Linked DNA regions of Gossypium hirsutum: region 1 is linked to region 2. A link is a contact called in public Hi-C data. All regions are on one chromosome and are shown on one strand. Each heading gives the region's core, a stretch centred on a gene start, on an enhancer-like site or on the middle of the called end of the contact. The rest is flanking DNA. Distances are from core to core; before and after follow the strand shown. Region 1 holds the start of LOC107917957 (filament-like plant protein 4). Region 2 holds the start of LOC121205395.

What was found. Hi-C and Micro-C count contacts between places; a contact is called where the count stands out from the background.
Region 1: a contact with region 2 is called in a Hi-C map of leaf, with 1.7 times the contacts expected there. The contact joins the promoter of LOC107917957 here to the promoter of LOC121205395 in region 2. A contact is called at or near these places in 3 of 34 Hi-C or Micro-C datasets (all in leaf).

What each region holds. Positions count from the first base shown.
Region 1 is chrA01:22,427,587-22,434,936 of Gossypium_hirsutum_v2.1, reverse strand. It overlaps LOC107917957 (filament-like plant protein 4), which reads left to right and starts at 5,759. Exons shown (of 6, transcript XM_016847403.2): 1 at 5,759-6,055; 2 at 7,345-7,350.
Region 2 is chrA01:22,055,251-22,063,098 of Gossypium_hirsutum_v2.1, reverse strand. LOC121205395 reads left to right here and starts at 1,745. Exons shown (of 3, transcript XM_041076064.1): 1 at 1,745-2,370; 2 at 2,461-2,561; 3 at 2,861-3,664. The coding sequence starts at 1,871. The coding sequence ends at 3,540.

The DNA.
Region 1 (7,350 bases), core at 4,510-7,009, 370 kb before region 2:
AAAAACCTGCAAATGATTAATAACATAGGGGAATCCGTCGTGGTGAGAAAATTTTTAAGAAACTAGATTTCTTCATCTATGATGGCAGTATTTATAATACAGAATCCAATCATGAGAATGATGATCCATTCACTTATGAGGAGGCTACGCAAGATGTTGATTCCAAGCTTTGGAAACAGGCCATGGATACTGAGATGGATTCGATGAAATCCAATACGATATGAGAACTTGTAGACTTACCGATTGGGATTAAATCCATAAGGTGTAAGTGAATCTCCAAGAAGAAGAAAAATGCGGAAGGGAAAGTAAAAACATATAAAGTTATACTTGTAGGGAAATGCAACACACAGAAAGAAGACATTGATTATGATGAGACCTTCTCTCCGATAGCCATGCTCAAGTCTATCCACATACTCTTATTCATTATAGTTACTCTCGATTACAAGATCTGGCAAATGGATGTCAAGACAACATTCTTAAATGACTATCTTGATAAGACCATTTACATGTCTCAACCCACTGATTATGTTGTCAACAGAAATGAGCAAAAATTTTGCAAACTGCTAAAATCCATTTATGGACTTAAGTAGCTGTCCTACTCATGGAATAAAATATTTGACCAAACAATCAAGACTTTTGGGTTTGAGAAAAGCGCTGATGAACCTTGTGTTTACAAGCGTATAAAGGACAAAAATGTGGTATTCCTCATTTTATATGTCGATAATATTCTACTTATTGAAAACGATGTAGGAGAATTGTCATCGGTTAAACTGTAGTTATCTCAACGGTTTAGCATGAAGAACTTGGGTGAAGCTAGTTATATTCTTAGAACTTGAATACTTAGGAATCAAAAGAATAACATGGTAGCTCTATCACAATCTTCATACATCGATAAGGTACGGGAACAATTTCCAATGACCGATATAAATCTAGGCACTTAACCAACTGCATCCAGATTTTTATTTTTCTTTTGATGACTACCTTAAGACAACGGAAGAAAAAGAGCATATAAGTAAAGTTCCATATGTTTCGGCAGTTGGAAGCCTTATGTATGCGATGCTTTGCACACATTCATAAATATGGAACGTGGATTGATATTGTGTGGATTGATAAATATGGAATGTGGCCACAGGTTGCTTGTTCTCGAACAAGCAATTTATCACAATCATTTATTGATAGTGATGAGATAAAATAAGATTGTATTGAGTGAACGGATTTAACTCAAATGAATCAAGGATATCATATGAGGGTAACACACATATGATGAGGTCATTGAACAAAATAGTTGGATGAATTACTTTCGTAAATAGAACACAAAAAGAAGTTTTTAATCATGGTACTTCTTGTAGATTGACTCTATGATTAAGTAAATTGTTAATTATCGGAATGATGCTGTTGGACATAATTGTAATTACTCAAGCCTAATTATATATGTCTGATTGATCCCTCCATTAGCTCAACAAAAGCTCCATTAAACTATATTTGAATCAAAAGAAAATTCTACGACTTTGGAAATAATTTAATTGAGTTGAGTTATTCGATGTTGAATTAAATTAGGTGATTGTGAGAATTGTTCAACTAGAAATTTTGATTAAATAATTTTCTTAAAAAAATTAAATTAGAAAATCTAAGTGATTTTTGGAAAAGTTAATTTTGATCAAGTAAAATTAAAATAATCAAATTAGTTAAAATTAATATGATATTTTTGAAAATTAATTTTCAAATAAGACAATTGGCCCAATGGGTAATTGAACTTGAAAATTGGACTTGAGATCGAAAATTGAGCCCGATAGCCTAAAATCGAGATCCAAAAACTTGTCGAATCGGGTCTGGTATGTGAAACCGGATTGACAGCCAGTTGGTGGCTAGATCAGACCAATCAGGCTGTCACTTGGCCTAAATCGAACTGGCAACAACCGAATCGGCTCAGGGTGTTGTGAGGGTGTTGCACTTGCGATGGCATAACCAGACACAATGGTGCCAGCGGCGATGACGACGGCATTCCAGTGGCCAGCGGGTGGTCCTTCAACGATTGAGCAGTGGATGAATCACACTCTTATTGGGACTCTATCCGATAATTTGATTTCAAATTAATTATTTCAAAAATAATATGAATTTAAATATATTTAATATTAAATTTAATTTGATACTTATCATGATAGTATTTTATTAATTTAATTTTAAAGTGATTATCTTAGTGCTAAATTTAATCTAATATTTATCTTGATAAGTATTATATTAATTTAATATTAAAGTGATTAAGTTTAATCATAGTTGAACTCTCTAAACTCTCCCTATATAAAGTGAGCCATGAGTCATTATTTTTCACACTTAAATTCAAGAGAAAGTTGTAGAGAGAAAATTCTTTAAAGAAATTATCTCAGAAAATTTCTAGAAATATTTTTATTTAAAATTTGATCCAAAAATTTAGAGAAATTGCAAAATTACCCCATTGCAAATTTTATGGAAAAAAAATTTTATTCGAAATGAGCTCAAACTCAATAGACGTGAACTTGAGGATAACGAAGAAGACTACTTGGTCGAAGCATTCATCCTAGACCAATAAAAAATGTACAATTTTGATTAAGTGTTTATTACTTTAGATATAATAACCAAGTTCTTGTTTTTGGAGAAAAATTTAAAACTCAGGTTTTCCCCTTAAACTTATTTCTCGCTGCATTTTCCAAACCCGATTTTCCAACAAACATGGAGTCCAGTTTTACAAGAATCCTCAGACATGCCTTGGTGTTCCTACGTTGTGGGGTAAAAGAAGGATGGATGCTTTGAGTTACATCAAGGAAAGATTGTTGGCAAAGTTGAAATGTTGGAAGAAGTAGATTCTATCAATCTAGTAGAGGTCCTGATCAAATTTGTAGCATGTGCAATTCCAACTTACTTAATGGCATGTTTCAAGTTTCTGAAGTATTTTTGTAGGGAAATAAATTAGGCCATTGCTAATTTTTGGTGGGGCAAATTCACAATGAAAGGAAAATTCATTGGAAGTCTTAGGAGGAATGGGGTTCAAGGACTTTGAAGCTTTTAACCTAGCAACGTTGGCTAAACAAAGATGGATGATGATTGCTAAACCAAGATCTTTATGGGTTAAGGTCTTGAAAGGTTAATACTTTCCCCACAAATCTATCATGGAGGCAGAGAAAGGATCTAGAGCATCTTGGACATGGAGTAGCTTGGTGGAAGGTTCATGAGTTCTCAAGGAGCTAATGTTTATGAGAGGTGATGAATGGAGAAACTATTGGAATTTGGAAAGATAGATGGGTTAGAGGAATAAGGGGTGATAGAATCCATCATCCGGGCATTCTAAAAGAAGATTTAGTAAGCAAAGTGACTGCGATTATCTACAAAGAGAAGGGCACTTGGAACTTGTCATCTATTGAACATTGGCTTTTAGGAGAGGAGAATGAAGTAATTCTTAATATTCCTAGGGGATCCAAATGGTATAGATAGACTGATATGGCCACATAATGCTTCAGGTTGCTACTCTATCAAATCTGGTTACAAGATAATCAAGAAGGAAGCTAAGGGAAACAACACTTTGAGGCCTTCATCATCATATGTTATTAATAAATCTATTTGGAACTTTATATGGAATCTGAAGGTGCTTAGTAAGATAAAAGTATTTCTCTAAAGGGTCTGTATTGATGCTATTTCTAGTAGTTTCAATTTGTGGAAGAGAGTTAAATTTAGATCCCATTTTTGTAGTACATTCTATTAAGAAATGGAAACTTTGGAGCACTTGTTTTTGGCTGTGATTGGGTGAGGGGTGTATGGTTTGAGGCTTACAGTGGACTTAGAATTAACAAAGGAGATGTGGACGATGTTGTTTGCTAGTTTGTAGAAATAATGAAGTCCATTAGGGATGAAGAGTTGAAAATTAGAATAATCCTTACCTAGTGGATGATATGGAAGATGCGTTGTGAGATGATGATGCAAGGGGCTAGAATAAATGCTAAGAGGACTATTTGCAAGAAAGAAGTGGTAGCTATGGAGATCCTAGAGATTGGGTATAATGGGATGTCTTCTAATCTGAATGAAAATCAATGTAATGATGAGGTTAATTAGCAAAAACCAGAGCAAGGTTGGGTTAAGACAAATGTTGATGGTTTATTAGATCTAAAGACTAAACAAGTTGGTGTTGGAGTCATTGCAAGGGGTTTTCATGGCAAGTTGCTTGGCAGGCAAGGGTGAGTATGATTGCAATGTCACCTAATTAAGGTAATGGTCGTTCTTATTTTGGTCCACTCTTAATTTTTTTTGTTAATTTGATCATAGCCAAAAAAAAAATTGATCAAATTTGTCACTCCACCCTTAAAATAATAATGGAAGACTAATGTATTTTTTAGTGTCTAAAATAATAACAATGTCTATTTAAAATATTTAACAGATAATTTATCCTAATTTTAAAATGACGAAAATGAGAACCACTCTAATTTAAAAGAACTAAAATAAGAAATGCACATTAACATTCTATTAAGAAATACGCAATCAACATTCTATTACTATTTAATGAACTTCTATTTAGCATGACTGAGGAAGTAATTTAATCTAGCAAAACAGAAATTAGTGATGGATGTAAAGCAAAGATTAGAGAGCAGGATAAAACCAAATTCAGTAGACAACAAAATCCTGCAATTGGGGTCGAAAATCACTAACATTAAATTACATGTCCCGAATACCAACGGACTGAAGCAATTTCAATGGTGGAGATGCGGTTACACATGGCAATAGATGCAGCGACGGAGCATGGTAGCAGGCAATATTTGATTAAAACAAATCCTCATTAGCTGTAACGAGTAGTGACGGCGGTCCTAAGTCGTAACATTTACAGTACGCCAAAATCGCACATAGAAACATAGCTTTCCAAAATATCGTTTACAGCCCAGCAGTTGCTCTACCACAGTGAGTATATAGCTATGCCAAAATGTATTAAATTTGATTTAAAAACATAATATATTTAAATTATTAATATAAATTACAAACTTATTAAAATTATATTAATATATAAAATAATTATAACATGAAAAAGGTATAACAATGAATTGCCAAAATTCATTTCTCATTTTTAATTTTTTTAACATAATAATTCATTTGGTCTTCTAATTTTATAAATAAGGTTATTTTAATTTTCTATTTTAATTTTTATCTTTTTTTAATCTTTAAATTTACGTTGTTTGTTAAACTATTAAAAAATAGATGAAAAATTAATATTTGTTAATTTTATTGATGTGGTAGATATGTGGGTTGTAACATAGATGTCATGCCTACAATTAATTAATTATTTAAAATTTAAAAAATTAAAAAAATAATTAATTACTGACGTACATGTTAATTGTTAAGATAACATGCATGTGGGTTGCCATGTGTATAGTGAGTAAAGTTAACAAATGTTAAAATTTTCAATTATTTTGAAATGATTTGATAAATAATATAAATTTAAAAAATTTAATTGAAACCTAAAATGACTTTTTTTATAAAATTAGAGAATAAAAATATTTAGTGCTCAAATTATCTAAAACAATATACATAAAATAGTGGTTCATATTTTTATCATATGTTTAAGAATAAATAAGATAATGCCATTATGTAGGCTATGAATATATTAAATATAAACCTTAAATGAGAATTTAAGATATAAATATGATTAAAAATAAAAGGTTTATAGATGGAAAGTCCTAAAATCTAATATGAGTTGAGGGAATTTACCATATATATATATGTGTGTATACGTACGTGTATATGTAACTAACACTGGCCTGTAATTAATGAACAAAAACAAAAAACAGTGGCCTTTAATTTTTATTTGCAGAAAACTATTAATAATCTCAAAGCCGAACTGGTTTTGTAACTTTTGCTTTATTGCCCCAACGCCACCACCACGGTCCCACTCTCTCCTCCTCCGCCATTGCCACCACTTCTTTCACTTCCTCAAAACACTGAAACCAATAACCAAAAAACCCACAAATTTGGATCTTAACTTTAAATCTCAAACAACACTCTTTTGTTTATACTGTACAAACTTTCATTTCTGATTCTCAAGGTAAGTCAAGTTTATGAAATAATGCGAGTTCTAAAATGCTTCTTTCTTTCGTTCTTTCTTTTTTTTTTTTTAACTTTTCATTTGCTTGTTTGTTTGGTTTAAGCATAAAGGTTGATGGTGAAAGCACAGTTGTAGTGCGTAGTGAGTAAAAATGGAAAACTTATGTTTTTCCCTCTGCCCTTAGTTTTTGTTTCTTTCTGGTTTCTTTTAATTGCAAGACAAATAGATGTCAGGTTTTATGCAGACTAAAATGTTTCATTTGAGATGCTTTTTTTTTGTCGGTGAAGTTTCAATTTCTTGTTTTGCCTGATATGAAGCGAGCTTTTGATTCTAAGATCTTTTGCTTTTTGATTAGATCTTCTTTTTGCATTTCAACTGAAGCCATTGATGAACTTGGTTTTGCTCTGATTCGATTCACAACACTTTGAAACACTGACGATCTTACTTGTTTCTATCTAAAACCATGGCGTTTATATTTATGTTGTACGATAATGAATGGATGTCACACGGTGCCTTTTTTTTTCTTCTTCTTCCCTTTTCAGTTCTAAATTGATGGCTTGTCTTTTTCTTTCACGTTATTTTCAGTCCCAAATTACCACAAATACCAAACTCCTGCTGCTTCTTCATTCTAGTAGTACAATCTGCTTTGTAATTTCTCAACCTTGGAAACCTTTTTTTACCCCCTCACATGATGCTCTGTTTGGTAGCTGAGAAAATGTAGTATAAAAGAGAAGAGCACCTTGATTTCTGACAGCTGTCTAATAATTTGATTTGGTCAAAGTAAATTCTAATAAAAATATTAAACTTTCTTCTTAGCATTCTTGGTGGCTATTAATAGTTTGGTGAATATCCACCAAAACATTATTCCATCATGCAATGTTAAAGAAATCTACCTAACCTGATGATCCTCATTCTTAATTTTTTCTATTTCTCAGTGAATTACTAAGATTTGCATTATCTTTGGGAGGATTTATTTGAACTCTTGAGTGGTTTCGATACCAAATATGTAAGGCAGTTAGCTTTTGGTATCATAGAACATGTTTCTGTTTATAGTCTTTGAATACGGTTTAAGAAAATTGAACTTGGTTTGAAATTGTTTTCATTTCGATTAGAAAAAGAGTGTCAGAAACTTATCTGAGAGTAATACGGCCTAAATAGGTTGGTTGCAGCGTGTATCCTTAGTCATATACTATGATTTTTGGATTGGAGGGAGGCTGTGATGTTCAGTTTCCTTTTCTTTTGCAGTATATATATTTTTCTTGACAAATTATTTGGTCTTCTTGACATAGGCTATA
Region 2 (7,848 bases), core at 496-2,995:
CAATGTTAATTTGTTCATGGAATACAGATTTTCTTTAGTTTTTTTATTTACCACTTTGAGATCGAGATTGAAAGTAACTTTTGCATTTAATAGCTTTCTCTTGCTGAATACTGAACCACAAAAATTGACAATGGTATTAGTCCATTACACCAGTTGACTTAGGAACTGGATGGTTGCATCAATTCTTTATTTTTAGTACTTTTTAATGTTTTATTTAATTTAATTGGATGGGCTGGTGGCCTGACTTATTCAACCACCGATTTAGTTTTGAAAGCCATGGTCAAAATATTTCATATTAATATATGCTAATAGTTGGATAAGCACATTTTTGTTTGATAATAACTAAATGTACCAAAAATGCTTTGTTTTATCGTACATAAAAAATTGGAGATAAATTTTTTTTAAAAATAAGTTATCAATAATAAAGAGAGGGCCCCACAACTATCGCTTTATTTGTGGAAGATCGAGAAAATTTTATTCAACATGAAAATGAGAGTAATGATATGATGACTATTCTCATTATCCAACAGTTGGTATGATGTCATGTATTTTTAGGGGTTTAAATGACTTTTTTAAAAATTAAAAATTTTATATCTTTTAATAATTTTTACAATTTTTTATACTTTATTAAAATTTTTATATTATTTATAAGTTTTTATTAATTTTTATAGAATTTTAAATATATTTTATTAATTTTATTTTTTTATAATTATTTGATTTTTGTAATTTTTAAAAAAAATTATGATTTTTTTATACTTTTTATAAGTTTATATCAATTTTAATATTTTTAAAAAAATTTAAATGTTTATAATTTTTTAAGAATTCTTATACATTTTTATAAAATTTTTAATAAATTTTATTAATTTTTATAAAATTTTATAACTTATTAGAATTTTATAATATTTATAAGTTATTTTTTTATAACTTTTATAAATTTATATCAATTTTTTAATAATTTTTAGTGATTTTTAATCATTTATTATGAGAAAATTACTATAGCAAGTCAAAAGTTATCATATATCACCATCTGATTGGTTTATCAATTTACTTTAATGATCAACATGGTTAACCATAAATTTCATTAACTGATGGCTTAATTGATTATTTTAATTAATGGCAGGGCTTAATTTTGTGTGAATTTAATACAATGACTTAATTGATTTTTTCTCTTTTTTTATGGTTTTTTTTTTACATACAAAAGTTTTTAAAATTATTTTCGTTATGTGAACACGAAAATATCATATGAGTTAGCACACTAACATCATTAAAAGAAATAAAATTTTAGTCAAAATTTCTATTAAAAATTAAAGATAAATTGATAAAATTATCTTAAGACTTCCAAACCTCTAATTAACAATGCATGGTAAGAACATTAGCTTCCTGAATTCAACCTTGCTAGAACTTTTAAGAAATAACTAATATCGACTGAGTTTCAATCAAATTTATTATATTTTCAACTTCAACTTTTCTAAAGACTTACACCCTAAATATTATCAATTAAAGAAATGATAGTGAGACGAAGGCCCTCATAGACGTCTGAAAACCATAAATAAAGTGCCGGCCATTCACTAAAATAGTGGAGAACCGTTCGATCGGATGACTTCTCCATTGATGGAGTCCAAAATCATTAGATGGACCGTCACGTCGTGACTTGTATCAAGTGGTCCAAAACTTAAGCACTTGTACACAGTTAAAGGAGAGAGTTATATAATAATAATAATAACAACATTAATGCAATAAATAGGCAGCGACCCCACTCCCACCCGCCTCAATTTTCCTCCTTATTACCACTCTCAGATCCCACCCCATTTCCCACAAAAATTATAAGAAAAGAGAGAGAGCTGAATCTACACTTGTATTATTTTTTATTATGGCTCTGCTGACTTTCTTGCCGGAGGCGGCGGCGGAGCCCATGAAACAACCGCCGAAGCGCCGCAGAAAGCAAGTGAAAAGGCAAAAGCAGCCCACCACGTCTTCTTGGGATCAAATCAAGAACTTGCTCACTTGCAAACAGATGGAAGGGTCCAAAGTCCACGACCCTTCGAAGAACAATAACCCGGCGCCGCCTCATCATCATCAACATGGCTACTCAAAACTGGGTTCCTCTTGTAGCTCCATCTGCAGCTTCAGGGACGTCGTTCATGGAAACACGAGGGTTGTTCACAGAGCTGATAACTCACCTGAGAGTAGCACATTAGGTCAAGAAACTGCGCTGCTCAGACGCAAAGCTGTTAATGGGTCGTCGTCACGGTCCTTGTCGGGGTCAACAAGATCCAATAACAGCACCACCACCTCGTCTTCTTCAAGAGCTATTCAATTCAGGAAGCTTTCTGGGTGTTATGAATGTCATACGATCGTTGACCCTAGCAGGTATACTATTTATATAAATATAGAAAAAAATAATTTGAATTTTTTTTCTCATTTTCCAGAACTTTATTTAGAAAATGTGAAAAATTGCAGGTATCCATCGTCAAGAACAAGCATCTGTGCCTGCTCACAGTGCGGAGAGGTGTTCCCAGAAATTGAAAGCTTGGAACTTCATCAAGCAGTTCGCCATGCAGGTACTGTAATTTCTATACCTATTTTATATTCCTGAAATTGACTAGATAGAGTATTACTTAGTCATTAAAATTGTTTATCCAAAGTTACAGAAATTAAAATGAAAACTTTGCAACTTTGACAAATCAGTGGGTTAAATTGCCCACCACCCATTTCGGAAAAGACTGAGGCAATGACGTGGCAAGTAGTGTTTATGGTAGCGCTAAATATGCAGGGTTTTGTGAGGACCGTGCCCCACCGACAAGTGAAATTAATGTTTATTCTTTTCTTTTAATTTGATCCCAGTCTTTTGTTGGTTTAGTTTCGGAGTTGGGTCCAGAAGATTCGGGCCGGAACATTGTGGAAATTATTTTCAAATCCAGCTGGCTAAAGAAGGACAATCCGATCTGTAAGATCGAACGGATATTGAAAGTCCACAACAACCAACGCACCATCCAACGGTTCGAGGACTGCCGCGACGCGGTGAAAACGCGCGCCCTTAATAGCACCAGAAAGAACCCCAGGTGCGCCGCTGACGGCAACGAACTCCTCCGTTTCCATTGCACAACCTTGTCCTGCTCCCTCGGCGCGCGCGGCTCCTCCAGCTTGTGCGGCTCCATTCCCGGCTGCGGCGTCTGCACCATTATCAGACAAGGGTTCCAAAACAAAGGCGAAGGGACCGCGCCAGCCGCAGAATTCAAGGGTGTCGTCACAACGGCTAGTAGCGGTAGGGCCCACGACTCAATTAAGCGTACGGACGGACGTAGGGCCATGCTGGTTTGCCGTGTGATCGCGGGAAGGGTGAAGCGAGTGGCGGATGAAGCGCCGCCGTTGGAGGACGAGAATAGCAGCGGCGTATCTTCCTCGGCTGGTTCGTACGACTCTGTAGCTGCGTACGCCGGGGTTTACTCCAATCTGGAGGAGTTAGTTGTCTTTAATCCAAGGGCTATCCTTCCTTGTTTCGTAGTCATTTACAAAGCACTTGAATCTGGAGTGATATGAAAACTCAAAATATCATTATTTTCATAGAATTAGTGTAATCTAACGATGCTCATTAACAGTGTACATAAACTTTGATCTTACGTTGTGCCACACGAGATAAAAGCCCTTTCTTTTTGGAATTGAATTATAATGTTTGTTAGCTCAACTGCTTAACCGCATGCGTGGCAGCTGATTCCTGTTGCGCCAAATTAAATATTTGATGGTTACATAAAAAAATTTTAATTTCAATTTAAATAATTTTGTTTTTCTTTTTTGAATAAATTAACGGACACTGAAATCCTTGATTGCTGGTTTCTGATGAACGGACACAGACGGTGTGTAATAAATAGACAAAGCAACGCCAAAATTTTCCTTCTCTTCTTGTACTGAGTCTCTATATTTTATGATTTGATTATTTTAAATTTTTGTATTTTTAAAATTTAAAATTTTAATCCTCCTTCAAATTCATTAAGGATTTTTTTTTTATTTTGACATTATATTCAAAAGTTTTTTATTTTTTAATTTTGATGTACCAAATATATTATTATATATGTAATGTCACGTTAGCTTGTTATTTTTACATATTACTCCTTAAAATTTTAGTTAATGGATTAACAACTTTCATTTATTTCAAGATTAAAATTTTAAAAATTAAAAAGCTTAAGGACTTACAATGATCCAATTGAAAAATGTAGACTAAATCAACAGTTATATGCATAGTACAGGACTAGTAATTAAATTTAACTAAATCGGTAGAATTACTAAAATTTTAAAAATATGGGAATTAAATTTGACCAATTAAAAAAAAGAACTAAAATTTGATTAAACTAAAGTGTAAGAAGTAAATCTATAACAAAATTTAACCTATATTAAAATGCAGCCATTGAATCGTCTCCTTTCACAGTCTTAATTCACTTACCTACACACACTGCATTTTTTATGGGTTGATGGTACCAAAAATAAATTAGAATTATTATATAATATATACCGATAAAAAAACTATAAATGGTCACATATTTTCTTTTTAAAAAAATAATAAAATTTTCAATAATTGTCCTTTTTAACTTTATTTGAGTAATGATTTCCCATGTATAAAGCTGAGTTAATTCAAAAGAGGAGCATAATTAAGAGGCACGTGAGATGATCTTGGAATAATTGCAAAATTAGAGGGGTGGACTTTTTTACAAAGATGAATGAAGATTGCAGACACGTGCATTAGGGATATGCACAATCAATGCGTTCTTCTTGTTTTATGTGTTTAGGCTTGATATATTTGTAATTTTCCTATAAAACTTTAATTACTGTAAACTCTGGTGATTTCATTTTTAAATTTTGGACTCATCTGTCTATATGCTATTGTCATCAGAAGTTTCCACCTCTCTAACTCAGTTTTATTTTGAATCTATATAATTAGGATTTTGTTAAAAAATATCAGTTTTAGTTTGAATCTGATAAAACTCATTTGAAATCTTTTTTAATATCACGGGCGGTCGGGAAGGATTTAGGTGTGTAATCTTTTTTCTTTATAAATTAATATTCACAAGTTAATTCATTTGTTAGTAAACAAAGGAACTTGAATAAATTTTTAAACGCTTAATTATTGTTACTTTTTCTGCATATAATCTTAATAGGAAATTTTAACACTATTATCTAATTGAATTTAATATCTTATTTTTTACAAAGTTCAATGATTATATTTTATAAATTAAAGTAATCAATTTTTAAATTTTTCATAAAATAAAGGGGGAATACATAATTAAATAAAATATGGAATTTAAGAAGGTAAACAAAAAATCAAGTAGTGAGGGTAAGGTGGGCATGGTTAGTCCTAATCAAAGTTGTTGAAGAGAGCTACCATTAGTTTCATTCAATACTTAAATAGAATAAGTAATTAATTTGATCCTTTGCTTAATTCTAGTTTTGGTATTGCTTTTGTAAATGATTTAATTATCAAACAGATAGGTAGCATTATGATTTAGAATTATTTTCAACTAATTTTGCTAATATGTTAATACGATTAAAATAAAAATACAACTCAATTTATCAATGGATAAGTCAATCATTGGGTTGGAGCAATACTTGCGAGCAACTATTAAGTAAGACGCCAGAGAAGTTTTTTACTAGCTAGATACAGATGAAATGGTTGGAACAAAATTTCAATTATCTCGACAACTCTACCAGTGCCCTTAAAAAAGAACAATACGCCTAAGCATAAATCCTGAGGTTAATTGAGGGGTGTTCTAATGCCTGATAAATCTCGAACTCTGGTACATTTAAGGTCGCTACTACAACTCGTCAACTTGAAAGAAGCAGCGTGACTCAATTGAGGATTAACTGTGTTTGCCATGTTGTATCAAGAGATGTGTCAGGCAATGCAACCACAAAAATTAAAATTAGTGGTCACATACTCCTTCTGTAGTCATGGGCATGGTATCGACTATCATTTTTACTTCCTCAAGTTAACGCCCCTTATACTTTATCACTCGTGACAATGTAAAATTCATTTGATAATATAGTTAGCATAATATATTTTTATCATTATCATATTTTTTAAATAACATATTATTTGAATAGGTGGAACAATCACACAAGTCATGTAGAACTGGCAGACAAGATCAAAGATATCCGACTACTGATAGATCAACAATAGAAAGTCGAGATTAGTTTTTGAAAGTTTCAATTATATAATATTTACATAATGTTTCAAATTTTAATATTTTATAGATAATAAAATTTATAATTTTTTACTATAGTTTGAATGGATGCCATACATCAATCCAAAAATTCAAGCATGTATCCCAACCAAATTTTTAGCCAATCACAATATCTGGCATGTCAAGGTGCCATTGATAGTTTACGCGACAGTGGAGATGCACAAATCCAATCGAGTGATGTGCCAGTTCAGGTTTAGGCAAATTATTTCGCCATCACCCGAAAACATTGAAGAACTGCATAAGGTTTACTTACAAAGGAGAACCAACAAAGATTGACCTAAATTCTACGAGCAATATATCAACATTTGGGAGTATATGTATGATTTCATACCTATGTGCGAACGATTTCTCATATCAGAATTGGCGACCTCTCCAAACTACATGTCATGGTTTAGACATCATGGCAAGCCATATATACTGTCAGAGGAACAAAAAACTAGGCAACATCGTACGAGGTGGTCAAGACGACCCCACCAGGATCCTAGGGTGGAAGTACATGCCGCGACGAAGCCATCATCAGCTTTAACCGAACACGAGGCACTGATGGTTGCACCACCTCCCCGTCGGTGTCCTTCATATTATTCTAGTGTATTCACTAACCCTGTTATTTTTACACAAGTACCACACTACGCACCACTGTTCCCTGCATCAACACCTTCTGTAGGTATGATTTTTGCACCACCTCCATCCCCAACACCATATTACATGCCAATGCTGACAACAACACCGACATATCCGTCATCTCTGACCATTCCAAAATTTTATCCATAACCGAGTTATGCGACACTATACACTTATTCGTAGCTAGTATCGCAAACACCTATTAGTAACCCGGTGTCATTGTTCTACTGAGGTGGCTAATCTTCGCCCACTTATTAGTAAAATGGAGGACATACAATAGCAACCTAGGATGACACCGCACACAACCACGGAGGAATGAGATGAAGCTGAAGATCGAGCTCGAGTTGAAGACGAAGATGAAGAAGATGAGGAGCCAAAACCCCAACTTGTACGAAGAAATTCATCTCGAAAGCAACACCCATCGGGTTGTGGCACAGATTTGGCCTGACGACGCCAACGATTTTTTTAAAAGTTTTGTTATATAAATCATCATTTACTTTATTAACTTTTAAGTTGTATTTCATACAATTTTTTCCATCCACAATATATTTGATATCGGTAATATATACTTATTAATTTAATTTAATTAACATATTATATACCTCACTATCAATCACATCATATATAATTTAATTTAAATTGATTTCAAAATCATAAATAAATATAACATTTTATTTTTTATCGAATTCATCGAGCAAGAAATGGAAAAAAGAAGTAATCTTATTTTGTTTTTTTGTTTATTATATATATGATATTTTTTAAAATATAATATACTAAATGCACTAAAAATTTTAAAATAAATTTTTTTAACACATTAAAAATACATTAAAAAAATATTTATATTAAAAACACTACCATAAATATAATAAATATTTTATTATATTTAAAAAACACAAATAAATATAATAAATATTTTATTGTATTAAATATATTTTTAAAATTTTATATTTTGGGTTGGGTTATTTAGTTGGATAAGGTTTTTCTTTTTCTAGGT